Linked DNA regions of Mus musculus: region 1 is linked to region 2. The links are chromatin contacts, called in public promoter capture Hi-C maps. All regions are on one chromosome and are shown on one strand. The core of a region is the stretch at or near the end of the contact, and the rest is flanking DNA. Distances in the headings are between cores, read along the strand shown.

Region 1 (6,836 bases), core at 2,369-4,868, 950 kb before region 2:
AAAGGCAATCTTCTCAGGAGTTGGGTCAGTCACTGTGGTAAAATGCAGGGTAAGAGCTAGCTGGTGGCTCAGAGAGCTAAGCGTTTGCAACGTAGGCCTGATGACCCGAATTTGATTCCTGGAGCCTACATAAAGTTGGCCGGAGAGACCAGACTCCACAAAGCTGTCCTCTGACCTCCACCTGGTCACTGGGACATGTGTGGATCTCCAGTGCCACCTACACACAGAATGATAATAAAAAATTCAGAGGCTGTGGAAACACACTCCACATCTCTAGTCATGATTATCATAATACTATCGTCATTTTTTCTAGACAGATTTTAAACTACTTTCCATAGGAATTTGTAGTCCATAATTTTAAAGTCAACTACGGCTCCAGACATTCGTAGTGTTGGCTGTCCTGTGCTGTGGAACAGGAAGGACAAGGCATGGGAGAGTGTTTGCTCTTTGAAAATCCAGTCTCTATTGAGGCCCCCAAAAGACACTTGATCCTTTTCCTGAGTACAGGGCGGAGGGGGCTGACTCCAGGTATCCTCCCAGGAGGCCCCTTGGCATTTCGAATTAGTCATTTCTTGGGTGACAGAATATTAAATTTGACTTTTGGAATTTTGGCCAAGCACCCAAAGATTGAGAACACCTGTCTAGTACATGCTAAGAAATTGTGCAATTTTTAAACTTCTCAGTTTATTGTTTGAGGAGGACATTTGCAGGAAGCCAGAGCCAGGCATGGGTGTCTTTCTTCCTCATGGGGAAGGACACGCCACTCACCAATTCTCTCAACTTAGATGAGCCAGACCTTTGAGAATCCCTGGAATTGAAGAACTTTGGTGCAGACCTCATGCTGGAACACCTAAAGGGACCCTGAAATCTCTTGTGGCCGCCATCTTTCTATGGCAGACCTGAGAAGAGATGCTAGGATCATCCTAGAGATTTAACCCTGAGCTGTTAGAAACCATGTTGGTGTTTGATGGAGCTTCTTAATATGAGTAGAGGGCAGAGGGCATTTGAAACTGTGATTAGAGTTTGTAGATTTTATGAGTCTGCCTTGCGCTGCTATATTTGAGACTGAATGGTCCAGTACTGCAACAGACTACTACAGAATGGGTAATTTCCTTCCCCCTTCTCCTCTCCCCTCCCCTCCACTCCCCTCCCTCCCTTTCCCCCTCCCCTTCCTTTTCTTGAACCTCCTCCTTCTCCTCCTTTTTCTAATTTGGGACTACTACATCATGCATCCTGATTGTCCTCACTTCCCTGTCCTTCCATGTCCACTCCCCTTTCTCCTGACCTTCTCAACCCTGTAAAAAGGAAGAAGAAGAAGAAAAAAACACCTCCATTTTGTGTTGTTCATAGATTCACTGGAGGATGGTCAAACTCCTGGTGGCCAGCCCCACATGGTGAGTCTTTCTCCACTTGCATCCCCGTCAGAAGCCATCAACCATGGAGAGCTGTGTGGGGTTGGGAGGTGGGGGTGGGAAAGCAGCATAGCTCACAAACATCAATATGGCTTCAGGCAGCCCAGCCCACAGACACCAGCATGGCCTTCAGTGGTTTCTCAGACCACAGACGTTGACACACCCCTGGCCATATCAGGACCACTGATCTACCCCAGGCCCTCAGCAGCTGGCTGCATGGATCGTGAGCGTCATGTGCTACTCAGATTACCATTTTTTTTATCCACCCCCTTCTGGGCATCATAGCCCAAGGACATCACCAAGGTGTCAGTTGGCACAAATCACATAGGTCCACATAGATCTTAGGCCTTGCAGCCTGGGCAGCAGCATGGTCCACAGACACCGATGTGGCCTCCGGTAGCATCATGGAGCACGGTGATCCTTTGAGAAGGTCTAATCCAGAAAGTAAAGCTTTCCTTATCTCAGGCCTCCGTTGTTGCCCAGAGCTAGAGAGAACCCACAGCCAGGGAGCACGTTCAGTGGCTGAGTCTGCGTGTATACAAGCTCCAGACTGCTGCACACCAGCCCGCCAACCCTACTCTCCAGTTGTCTATTTTCCCCATCTCTCCACCACATATTTGTTCAGTGAGGTGGTGCTCGCTGCCCCTACCTCAAAATAGATTAATAATAATAACTATTTGGTTTACTGTTCTAGAGACTTGGGAGTCCAAAGTCAGTGTTCTGGAAGGTTTTATGATTCTGATTCCAAAATGGCATCTTGAATGCTGCATCTTCTCTGGGAGGATGCTTGATTCACATGACAGAAGGCGGGAAAGGCAAAGGGGCAAGAAGGAGTTTATGACACCAATTCCATCTGTAAGGGGCACAAACCTTATGGTCATGTCACCTTGGCACCCTAGCTCCTAAAGCCCAATTTTGGAGGTGGGCACATTCAAACCATAGCAATGAGGTTGAAGTCCAGCTGAGAAAAGGGGCTCCAAGAAGCCCCAGCAAGTTTTATTAAAGAGGGAAACTTCATAGAGGAACATGTTTTTAGTTGTGAAGAAACGCAGGAAACCTGCCTCTGCACTTTCCGGCCACTGGTGCAGTTAGAGCCCCCTTCCTCCCCTTTCTCAGCATAGATGCCCCAGTTCTTTTGGAGAGGGCAAACAGAGAAGGCCCAGCCTGGCGCAGGAATATTGCAATTCCCCTTTTCATGGTGGCACTCCCTTCCCCCTAACGACTCCCACCCCTACTCTGGGCGGCGGGGAGGGGGGAGAGAGACGAACAAAAAAACAACAAACCCTTGCTTCTGTGTCACTCTCCTTGATAACCAACCTTTCTCAGGTGCAGAAGGCTCCTGCCCTTGAAGGGAACAAGGACCAAACATCCTTGAAATGATAAAAGGCCCATGCTTGGACCATGAAGGAAGGGCAATTAAGTGTTCCCAGACAGCTGCAACCAGTATGTAAAAATACACTAGCTCCTGATAGCTCCATAAAGTTACTTCCCAGGTCAGGAGGGTCCCCCTCCCAGCTGCATGGTTTTGCCCTGAACAAACGTTATCGGGTTTGAAGGATAGCTTTCCCTCATCACCTCCCCAGTCACGTAACCCCAAAGTTCGAGGAGCTCTGCCTATGAATATGCACGTGTATATATACTCCAAGCCCCTGGATGCGGGCATCACATCCCTAACCTGCACAGTGGGAAAGACTTTGCTCTGAGTCTCTTTAACATCGGACTTGTACTTCCTGGCATTCTTCTGGGGTTCCCGAGCACTGGGCATAACAACTGTTGGTGTTTCTGCTCAGTGGAAAGTTATCCTGGGACTTGGGAGCCCAGGAACATACACAGCTCTGAGGTGGGACAATGTCGCAAAGGAAGGACATTCTGAGACGTGGGAGCCCAGGAACCACACAACTCTGAGAGGAAACCTTAGCAGAGGGCTTGCAGCCCTTATGGAGGATATGGTTGGTCAACTGGAGTGCTACACTGTTATCAGCTCCCCCTAGCGGCTCCTCTTCTACACTGCAGGTCCCAGGGGACGTATCCCCAGCTGAGCTCCGGAGCCTCAGCCTGCTCCCATCTACCCTTCTTTGCTTCATTGCTTCTTGGCTTCTTCTGATGAGAGAGTCACATCAGGCAGCAAACATCATAAAAGAGATTTACTGGGAGGGAAGAATACAGGGCGTGGAGAAATGTACATGAGGTTGTTACCTATGTTTCCTGGAGAAGACAGCAAGCAGGGATTATATAGGATTTCTTAGGGGGTGGAGCTTTCCAAGGCAGAGCTTTCCTGGGTGAGGATTGGTGGGATTTCAAGACCTGAGCTTGGGGGAGCTCAGGGATTGGTGGAGTTTCTTACTAAATAATAAGTGGTATTTTTTTCTTGTGGGGAGGGGCTTGGAAATTCTCCTGCCTCAGCGCTGGGAATGACAGTTACAGCTGTTAGAATATGACCGTTAGGGTGGGCCGTTAGAGAAATCTGGGGGATGGGCCCTGGTTGCTGGAGGTCCTCAAACCTGCCTTGAGGGTTTACAAAGTTGACAAAGTATACAGTTTCTAAAGTTTACAAAGGGAGTCTATGGCAAGGAAGTCCGGCTGGGTGAATAGCCAACATTCCCCTCTTTTTTGTTTACTATTGACAAAGTCAGGGGTCATAAAGGGAGGTGATATTATCATTAGACTGCTTCCTGCTGATTGGGGGCATCGAGTTCCTTGGGGGCAAGTTTGATCTTTCCCATCAGGATATAACCAAATGTCACAGGCCTCTGACATCAGAGCTAAGGGCTGGAAATTTTGGAATAAAAACTGATTAAATGTCTGGTTAGAAATCTTTTGGATCGAGACAAGAAGTCTATAAGACAAAGTGGGATTAGTAGGATTAGGAAAAAGAGGAGAAGGGGAACGAGAAGGGTAGTAGCCAATTCCATATTGGACTGTTGATGATCCTCTGGCCAGAGGCATCAGGCGAGAGAGAGAGAGAGAGAGAGAGAGAGAGAGAGAGAGAGAGAGCAAGAGAGCCAGAGAGCAAGGGGGGGCTTTTGATACCATAAAGCCCACCCCAAGTGCCACACTTCCTCAAACCAGGTCATACCTTCTAATCCTTCTACTCCTTTGAGAGAATTCCACTCCCTGGTGACTAAGCATTCAAATATATGGAGCCTATTAGATCTGTTCTTATTTGAACCACCACAGTGACCCCAACATAGAATGACTAGGAAAGTCTGTCATAAACAATGGATTCAGATATCAGCTAGAGGAAGAATAGCCTCCAGGGTATTATAGGAGGGCAGTTCCATTAATAACAGAGGCTGTGGAGAGGAAGCCCTCGTGGCGTTATTAATCGGTGGAAAGCCTTTTTCCTTTATTTGAATGGAAAGTCACAGAGGCACGGGGCAGATTTTTTTGTTTTTTATAAATGACAACTCCAAACACGGGGGTGGGGCAGGGAAGGGGGTTGGAACCTTCTGATCTTCATGTTGTAACTCCAGGGTTCATGTACTCACAAGCTAGTTTTCAAATCTCATGCCTTAGCCCTTGTGGGTCCCCAGCTGTCAGAGCTTGGAAGTCTTGGTGACTTTTTGAAACTCCTCCTGTGGTCAGACCCAGGAGTTCTCCCAGTGTTGGCAACCTGTCTCCTGCAATTACTGCCCTCGGCCGTCTTTTGCCTTCTTGGCCACTCATTGGGTCAGGTCTCCTCAGTTCTTCATGGTTTGGTCTCTCCTCATAGGCTTGGCTCCCAGCCATTCTGCAGATCTCTTTAGCTACCTTGGTGTTTCTAGCTCGCAGCCCAGTGAGTTGTCTGTTCTTCATGTATATCACATATGCATATCTCATATTACATATGGAATATGTATGTGCATATTCATGTATATCACATATTCCATATGTATATACATATTAATGTATATCACGATACATCCATATATCACATGTACATAACAAAGCACTTTAGATGAGGATTTACTAGGGCCTAGTTTGCAATGCCATAAGGAGGGCAGTGCATAGGAATCTAGTTTGTTCTGAAGAGAGTAAAATGAGTGTTCTTCACATGGCCACTCATACATCTATGTTGCGCTCATGGTCAGGGGAGGTGTTCTTTCCTAGACAGTTAAGGACAGGTTTGAGGAAGTCAAGAACAGCTGTGTACACACACACACACACACACACACACACACACACACACACACACACACACGAGTTATCTATCTAGAGTGGCTGTAAATAGGATGATTTAAGGGACATCAAAGCTGCCACAGCCAAAGCCAAGTCTCCAGAAACAGCCATGGCCGAATGCATTGGCCACAATTGTGCTGCTTCCTGGGAGGGGACGAGAGACTTTAGAATGCGACACCTGCGGGATATCATCACCATTCTGAAGCCGCTTCCATTGGCAGCTGGGTCAGAGTCTTTCTGAGCACGTGAGGTTTTTCCAAGCAGCCACAGCTGTCTCTGTAGCAGGCTGAGGGAGTAGCTGCTTTGATTGCCAACTCCCAGGAGTCCCACCACAGAGAAAGCAGGCTGAAGGTGAAATGGTTGTTATTGGCTGTCAACTTGATGGGATCTGCAAGACAAACTTGGGGCATGTCTGAGAGAGAGTTTGCTTTTGACTGTGGATACAATGTAACTAGCCTCCTTGTGCTCCTGCTACCCGGCCTGCCCAGCCATGATGGACTTGCATCTGCAAACCATGAGCCAAAATAAACCTTCCATTCTGTTACTTGGGTTGTCTCAGTCAGGTATTTAGTGCTAACAATGAGAAAATAACAAGGTAAGGATGGGCCTTAAGGAGTAGTGGCAGTACTGCTCATAGCCTACTCCACTTGGGGATCTACTACAATCTAGCCTTCTGCCAAACACAATTAGTCACCCAGTTATCAGACAGACCAATTGCTCATGCCTGACACCTGCATGTAGGTGTCAAACTGATGTCTTTATTCTCTCTCTCTCTCTCTCTCTCTCTCTCTCTCTCTCTCTCTCCCTTCCTCCCCCTTCCTCCCCTCCCCTCCCCTCTCCTCTCCTCCCCTCCCCTCCCCTCCCCTCCCCTCCCCTCCCCTCCCCTCCCCTCCCCTCCCCTCCCCTCCTCTCCTCTCCTCTCTTTTTCTTGAGACAGAGTCTATGCAGGCCGGGCTGTCCTGGAACTCTCTCTATGTAGCCCAGACTGTCCTAGAACTCTATGTAGGCATGGCTGACCTTGAATTCAGAGTTCTGCCTGATTCTGCCTCCCAACTACTGGGATTAAAGGTGTGTGCCACCATACTCGGTTTACCCCTAACCCCCAAGTCCAGTATCTCTCCCAAAACCTGGAGTTCACTGATTGGCTAGGTTTGCTGGCCAATGAGCTTCAGGGATCTACTTGTGTCTGATTGGTCCAGCACTGGTGTTGTAGAAGCCTGCCACTGTGCTCAGTGGTTATACGCGGGCTGGGAATCTGACTCCTGT
Region 2 (6,963 bases), core at 1,735-4,234:
ACAACCAACCTGAGCTACTGCAGATTGCTGGTGTTGGTTATTCAGTGCATCCCTGGCCTCTGCCATATCATAACTGGGAGCATCAATCAATCCAAGGTCACGTCACAGCTGCAGGCGCCTCAGATCCCCTTGTCTTTTCATTCCCACACTCATCGATCATTTATCGTGTTTCAAGTCAGGACTCTGAGGCCATGTGGTCCCAAACTCACTTCAACTCCACAATTTTCTTCCTCCCAAGTTATCATTTGTCAGTTGCTTTAGATTATAAAAGAAACTGAGGAAACAGACTGTGTTTTGTTCATTTTTACATTTCTTCTGTATTACAGTGCTCTGTACATTATTATTTTGATAAATGCACAAATGTTTACAAACTTTCAATGCATCTTATTTACAATTCCATTCTATCAATCTTTTTATTAAAGATTTATTTATTATTATATCTAAGTACACTGTAGCTGTTTTCAGACTCACCAGAAGAGGGCGTCAGATCTCATTACAGGTGGTTGTAAGCCACCATGTGGTCACTGGGATTTGAACTCAGCAATCAAATTCTGAAGAGCAGTCAGTGCTCTTAACCACTGAGCCATCTCTCCAGCCCTCTATCAATCTTTATACATTCTTTCTTAATGACAGCATTCTACTACCTGAACTAAAAATTACTTTTTATTTATGAAGTATGAGAATGTCAAAATAAAAAGATATTTCAGTTTAAAAAAGATTTAGTCTGTTTTATTCCTCAGATACTGAAGGCAGATTCATATAGATACAGATAGATAGATAGATAGATAGATAGATAGATAGATAGATAGATAGATTTACATGTTTATGTATATGAGTTCTTTATCTGCATGTACTTCTGCATACTAGAAGATGGCACCAGACACCTGTGAGCTGCCGTGTGGGTGCTGGGAATTGAACTCAGGACCTTAAGAGAGCAGTGAGTGCTGTTAACCACTGAGCCATCTCTCTAGCTCCCTGAAAGCAGAATCTTAAGTAAAATAATCTGGGCTGGGCATACATCTGACCATTTCATTCCAAGAAGGATTATCTCAAGCCTCACAGTTTCCTCAAGCTGATATACAGTCAGTAAAGCTGAAACATGCCCATAAACCGGTAGGGTTACGGGCAATGTCTTGGACCGGGGTAGTGGTTAAGAGCTCATACTGCTCTTACAGAGGATGGGAGTTCAGTTCCCACAATCCACTTCAGGTGACTTACAACTTCCCGTAACGTCCCTCTGAGGCCACAAGCACGCACATACAGACAATACATTGCACTAATTAAAAATGAAGTAAATCTTTTTTCCCCAAAGATTTATTTACTTATTTTATGTATATGAGTACACTGTAGCTGTCTTCAGACACACCAGAAGACGGCATTGAATCCCATTACAGATGATTGTGAGTCACCATGGTTGCTGGGAATTGAACTCAGGACTTCTGGAAGAGCAGTCAGTGCTCTTAACCTCTGAGCCACATCTCCAGCAAAAGTAAATATTAAAATACATACATACATACATACATGCATGCATGCATACATACATACATACATACATACATACATACATGGAAAGATGCTCCCTAACCAATGTGCATGATCTCTGAGTGCTCAAAAGTGAAATGGATTTAAGCAAGAAGTCAGTAACATTTGTTTCATATCATTACAAAGAAAATGCCAGACAGAGTCTCAGAGACTTCAGTAAGAATAGACACATTTCACCAAATGTTTGTTACATCTTTGGGTTAAAGAGTGTATGGTTCATGAATGTAACAAAAATAAAAAATAAATAAAAAACCAAAACTGAAGATCTTTCAGATCTGCCTTTAACAGCTTCTTTAGGTATCCAATGCCCCCCATGAGTATATAAACAAATCGAGAGAGTTGTTTAAGGGGATTAAGGATAGTGAGTGGAGTCCAACAAAAAGTAACTCATCTGTATGGATGTGACAGAGAACGCTGTGAATCTGTTCAATTAATGAATTCACAATAAACAGTTGGGAAGTAATAATCACACGGGCAGAAGAATATCAAAATACAAGAGTGAACGAAACTCCACGCAGCCCCGAATTCCAGGCTAAGGAATCCTTTTGGGACAAAGGTTTCACTACAGCATGTGTGCAAGTTTCTTCATAGAGGCAAGGCACAAATGCAGGTATGAGTTATCTACTGGGGACGAGAAGTGTGCGACAAGGCCAGCGAACAGTATCTTACCAACCCTCATCCTCAGATGATGGGGGTATCAGACTATGCCTAAAGCAAGGGTGCCCAGCGCCTTATCTTCCCAGTTCAAGCTGGAGCTCCACAAGTGTGCCTGTTGCTTTCTGGCGACTGTTAGGCAGGTAACTTTCGAAGTGTTCTAATTCATTTCTGTTGCGAAACACCCCGAGGAAAAAGCAACTTAAAGGAGAAAGGGTTTATTCAATTTAGGAGTCCAGGTTACTATCTACCATTGTCCGGAAGTCAAGGTGGGAACCCGAGGCAGCTAGCTAGTTACACTCAGAGAGAGAGAATAAATCCACACATGCTTACTGCTCAACACGTTTTTGTTGTTGTTTTTGTTTGTTTGTTTGTTTGTTTTTTTTCTTTTTTCACTCTTACTCTTAGTTCAGGGTCTAGTCCATGAAATGATGCCACCCACAATCAGGACGCATCTTCTCACCTCAGTTAACCCAAGAAATGTTCCATCCAGGTGTGCCTGGTCCAGGTAATCCCTTTCCCAGATCATCCTACCTTGAGTCAAGTTGAAAATAAAAAGTAATCCTTACAGGGTGTCCGATTAAATTATAAGGTACATCTCTCTGCCTAACTCCGCGGGTCTGAGTAATTTATGGAAGGTCCCACCTCTAGCGAACACTTAGGCTATCCATGGAGCAGAGGCGGAGTCCAGCAAGCCCTTGGGTTAGGCACCGATTCATTCCCTAGACCTGCACCAGGTCACGTGTGCTTAGGGGCAGGAGCTCTGCCAGCGGTGAGGGGCGGGACCTGCCATTCGAGGGGGCGGGGCCGTGAGCAGAGCTGGACAGAGCTGAAGCGAAGCACTCAACCCTCTGCAGCCCTGGTACCTACCCACTCCCGCCGCCCGCCTGGCAATCGCTCGCTCCTCTACATCATGCTGTGGCGGGGTAGCCAGGCGCTACGGCACTTCTCCACCAGCCGGGTGAGTCCTGTCAAGGCGAGCATCCACATCCTGGTCTTGCTTTCCAGACCTCGGGGGTTGCAGGGCCGGGACGGCAAGGCTGGGGTGGGCAGTGATGCTCAGACCTTGCTAGAAGGGACAACAGCTTTTTTTCAGACTGGAAGACTCCAGAGAAGCCTGTGGCAGTATCCGGGATGGGAATTGTCAAGTGAGCCTTTGTCTGCTGCCGGGAATCAGCTGCAGACGCGGTCTGGCTGGGATGGCAGGCTGGGGACTGACAATGAGTAAAGGGACACGAGCCAGTCTGTTTTTTTCCTTTTTGCATTTCATGACCCCGACGTGAGCAGTTTAGGGTCGGAACGGTGGATAAGTGTGAGCGAGACTGCCTTGCAAGGTCTACCAGATGAGACTGGGACCCAGGCAAGCTCAACACAGCAATCTAGGACAGCTTGATGCTTCCCGCCGAGTAGCGAGTAGTGGCGGCCAGATTTCCAGGATCACCCAGCGCTGCAGGAGTAGCCACGCTGGTGTGTTGTAAAACTGTAGAGTAAGAACCTGGCCCCGGCCCAGCTCACAGACGTGGGATTGCATCAGATCACTTCTAGAAATGGAACGAGAGCCGACACGTTGCAAGTGGCTCTGCCTTCAGCACTTCGGTGAGTCTGGGGAGAGACAACACAGCCTGTTCCGGCTAAGGAAAGCGTCTATCCTGTGCACATAATCGCTTTTGTAATCAGCACATCCTGGCTGTGTTATAAAAATATTTCTCCTCCGTTGGTATTTTTCTCTGACATTGCCATATGTAAAAAAAGTTGAAGGCAGAATCCAAATAATTGGTCAGATTTTATTTTGCTCCGTACAATCAATGCAAGTGACTTTGGGGGACAGTCATAGTTTATAAGAGACCCGTCTGCCCTGAGCTTTGGACCATTCTGCTGTGTAACCCTCAGACCCTTCCTTAGTTTCTTTAACCACTCTGGCCGTGCAATCTGGTCCTGGGGCACAGATAGCTAAGAGCCGTGTCTACTACCCTGGTCTTGGCTACCACCTTGTCAGTAAACTGTTGGGAAGCTAAAAGAAAGGAGTTTTGAAAGATGATAAGATTTCCATGCTGGGGTTTTAGAAGTTTCTATTTAAGGGGAAAAAAAAAAAAAAGCTGAACAAGCCAAGTGACAGATACCAGGAATAGAAACATAGCTGGGCAAAGCAGCAGGCTGCCACAGAGGCCCTCTGTCCCCAAGAATACATATGGGAAGGTGGCCGCAGACAGAGCTGGGAAGTGGTCATAGTTCTTCATGGTCAAAAGGAGAACAGTAAAGGATGAGGGAAGAACCGGAGATAGTTATCTACAGATAGTGCAAGCACATCCTTTGCACAGTGCTCTGTAAACGTTATCTTAAAACGAAAACGGCCACTACATGGTTAATAAGACTGCAATACAACCACTTTGGAAAACTGTCTGTCAGCTTCTTTTGTAGAAATTTCAAGTCACATTCTATTGGGAGTGGAGGATGTGGTGGTGGGGGGATGCCACAGCACATGTGGAGGAGTGAGAAGGTAAGCTTTAGTAGTTAGTTCTTGCCTTCCTTCTTGGTGGTCCTGGGAATCAAAGCACACACACAAGGCTGTCACGGTTGTATCCACACTCACAGGGCCCAGGCTCAAGGTATGCACACAAGAAAAAGGTGAATTTGACTGCATCTGAATTATACTTCATGTTAGTCTGTTTCCTGTGACTTTTAATAAATGCAGAGGCTGGGGAACCGATAGAGATTTCATTAGCTCTCAGTTCTGGAGACTTAAGAGAATGGTACCCGCATCTCCATGGCCCTGGTAAAGCCTTGGAGAGATGACATCACAGTGATGGGAACACATTGGAGAGTGAAAATGGTGTCTGCCCCTTTCTTTAAAGGCTTTGAGATGTTCTGTGGTCACCAGTTTCATGCCAGGAGCTCTCTCTCCTCACCTGGCTACTCATCCCTCTTCAGGCCTCAGCTTCTGACAGGCCTTTTTAAAAATGGTTTTTATCCTTCTTTTTCCTTAAACAATTATTTACATACATATACATCATATGTATATACATGCATCATATACATTATATATGCATACACATATACATACACATATACATATGCATATGCATGTTTGAGAGGTGCTTGAAAAGATGGCTTAGCGTTCTTGCTGAGGCCGTGAGCTCAGTTCCCTGAATCTGTGGTTGGGTCCTGAAGGCTTTAGAAAGAACAAGGGAACAACAAGCAGAAAGAAATGATCAGAGTGAGAGGAGAATACAAACTGGCTCAACCTGGTTTTGGTAACCAGTGCTAGGCTGAGACTTGAGTCTGACCCAGAGCATCTTACTTTAGCCATACTTAAGCATGGCCCAGTTTTGGAAGGAAGTTTTCAGAGAACAAGTAACTCAGCCCAGTGAGTACAACTGTTGACTTAGAGACAGTGCTCGAGATTAGGGTCTAGGGAGACTGACAGGGCTGAACACAATGCCTGTGGGGGCCAGCATTGGCCTGGCCCTAAGCCTACAGCTTGTGGTAAAGCACAAATGACGTCACTCATTAGGATGAGTTTTGTGACACAGAAGTAATGCTCAAGGTTCTATTGGGGGCGGGGGCGGGGGGCGAGTCTGGGATAAACACACATCATATTCTGGGGGACACGGGCAGAGCTTGGCCCAACAGGAAGCAAAGATTATAAACTACATTCCCCTCCCCACCCCCCATCCTAGCAATCTGGGAAAATAGCTAAGCCCCTTATTCCAGGCGAGAGCTTGAAACTCTGTGTTTAACTTTCCTGGCTTCTCCAGGGCTTATCTGTGTGTGCGAGGACCTCTGGACCTCTACAAGCATCCATATTGGGCAGCTCATCACCACCTGTAACTCCAACACCACTTTCTGGCCTCTGAGGCCACCAAACACTCATGGTATAAACCACAGAAAAGACAGGGTTTCCCTGGCTGTCCTAGAACTTGCTTTGTAGACCAGGCTGGCCTTGAACTCACAGAGATCCACCTGCCTTGGCTTCTGGAGTGCTGGGATTAAAGGTTAGTTCCATCATTACCAGCTTGAAAAGCATTTTTAAAAGCAACGAGGGCTAGGCTAGGCTATGTAAGACCTCTAGCCTGGCACCCACAGTGACTCAGCTTTGGCCGCCCAGTACTGAGGGAAAAAAATCAGTAGGACAATCGACACAAATCCCTTCTTCATGGAATGATGCAATCAGGAAACCGAGCTCCACAAGCTTGTCACTGATGATGCCATCTGCAAATCTTGCATAGCTTCATCTCTCTGTGAAGCATGACACATGGCTCCTATTCAGGCAAGAGCTTGAAACACTGGATGTGAGCTTTTGCACGCTTCAAATACATTCAAAGTTCCTGACTCCATTGATGCGTGTCAGCATCCCATGACTCCCCATTCTGGGTACTGTGCTATTTATTAATTTTCTTCTGTCTGGAACTTCCCAGGGTTCTCCCATAATCCTCCCCCACTTTCTTGGCCAGCTCCCTGAATGAGATGCCTGCAGTTCCCTTGAGAATTCCCTTGGGGAGAAGGAGATGGCTCAGCAGGCTAAAGTGCTTGCTAAAGAAGCATCAGGTCCTGAGTTCAGATCCCTGCACTTGTGGAAAAAGTTGGGCGTGGTAGTGTGCACCTGAAGCCTAAGAGCTGGGGAAGCAGAGACAGGAGGATTCCTGGAGTCAACTGGTTACCAGCACAGCTGAATCAGTCAGCTCCAGGTCTGGTGAAAGACCTTGTCTCAAATAATAACATGGAGGGTCATAGAGGAGGACACCAGGCAGTGACACCTGGCCTCCATGA

The links. Promoter capture Hi-C pulls out the DNA fragments that hold promoters and counts their contacts.
Region 1: a contact with region 2 is called in a promoter capture Hi-C map of embryonic stem cells, with 6 times the contacts expected there. The contact joins the promoter of 4930463O16Rik here to the promoter of Aldh1l2 in region 2. A contact is called at or near these places in 8 of 39 promoter capture datasets (the 3T3-L1 cell line, embryonic stem cells, hippocampal neurons and 2 more).

What each region holds. Positions count from the first base shown.
Region 1 is chr10:84,485,075-84,491,910 of GRCm38.p6, reverse strand. It overlaps 4930463O16Rik (RIKEN cDNA 4930463O16 gene), which reads right to left and starts at 3,618. Exons shown (of 4, transcript NR_108059.1): 1 at 2,730-3,618.
Region 2 is chr10:83,530,161-83,537,123 of GRCm38.p6, reverse strand. It overlaps Aldh1l2 (aldehyde dehydrogenase 1 family, member L2), which reads left to right and starts at 2,984. Exons shown (of 23, transcript NM_153543.2): 1 at 2,984-3,157. The coding sequence starts at 3,110.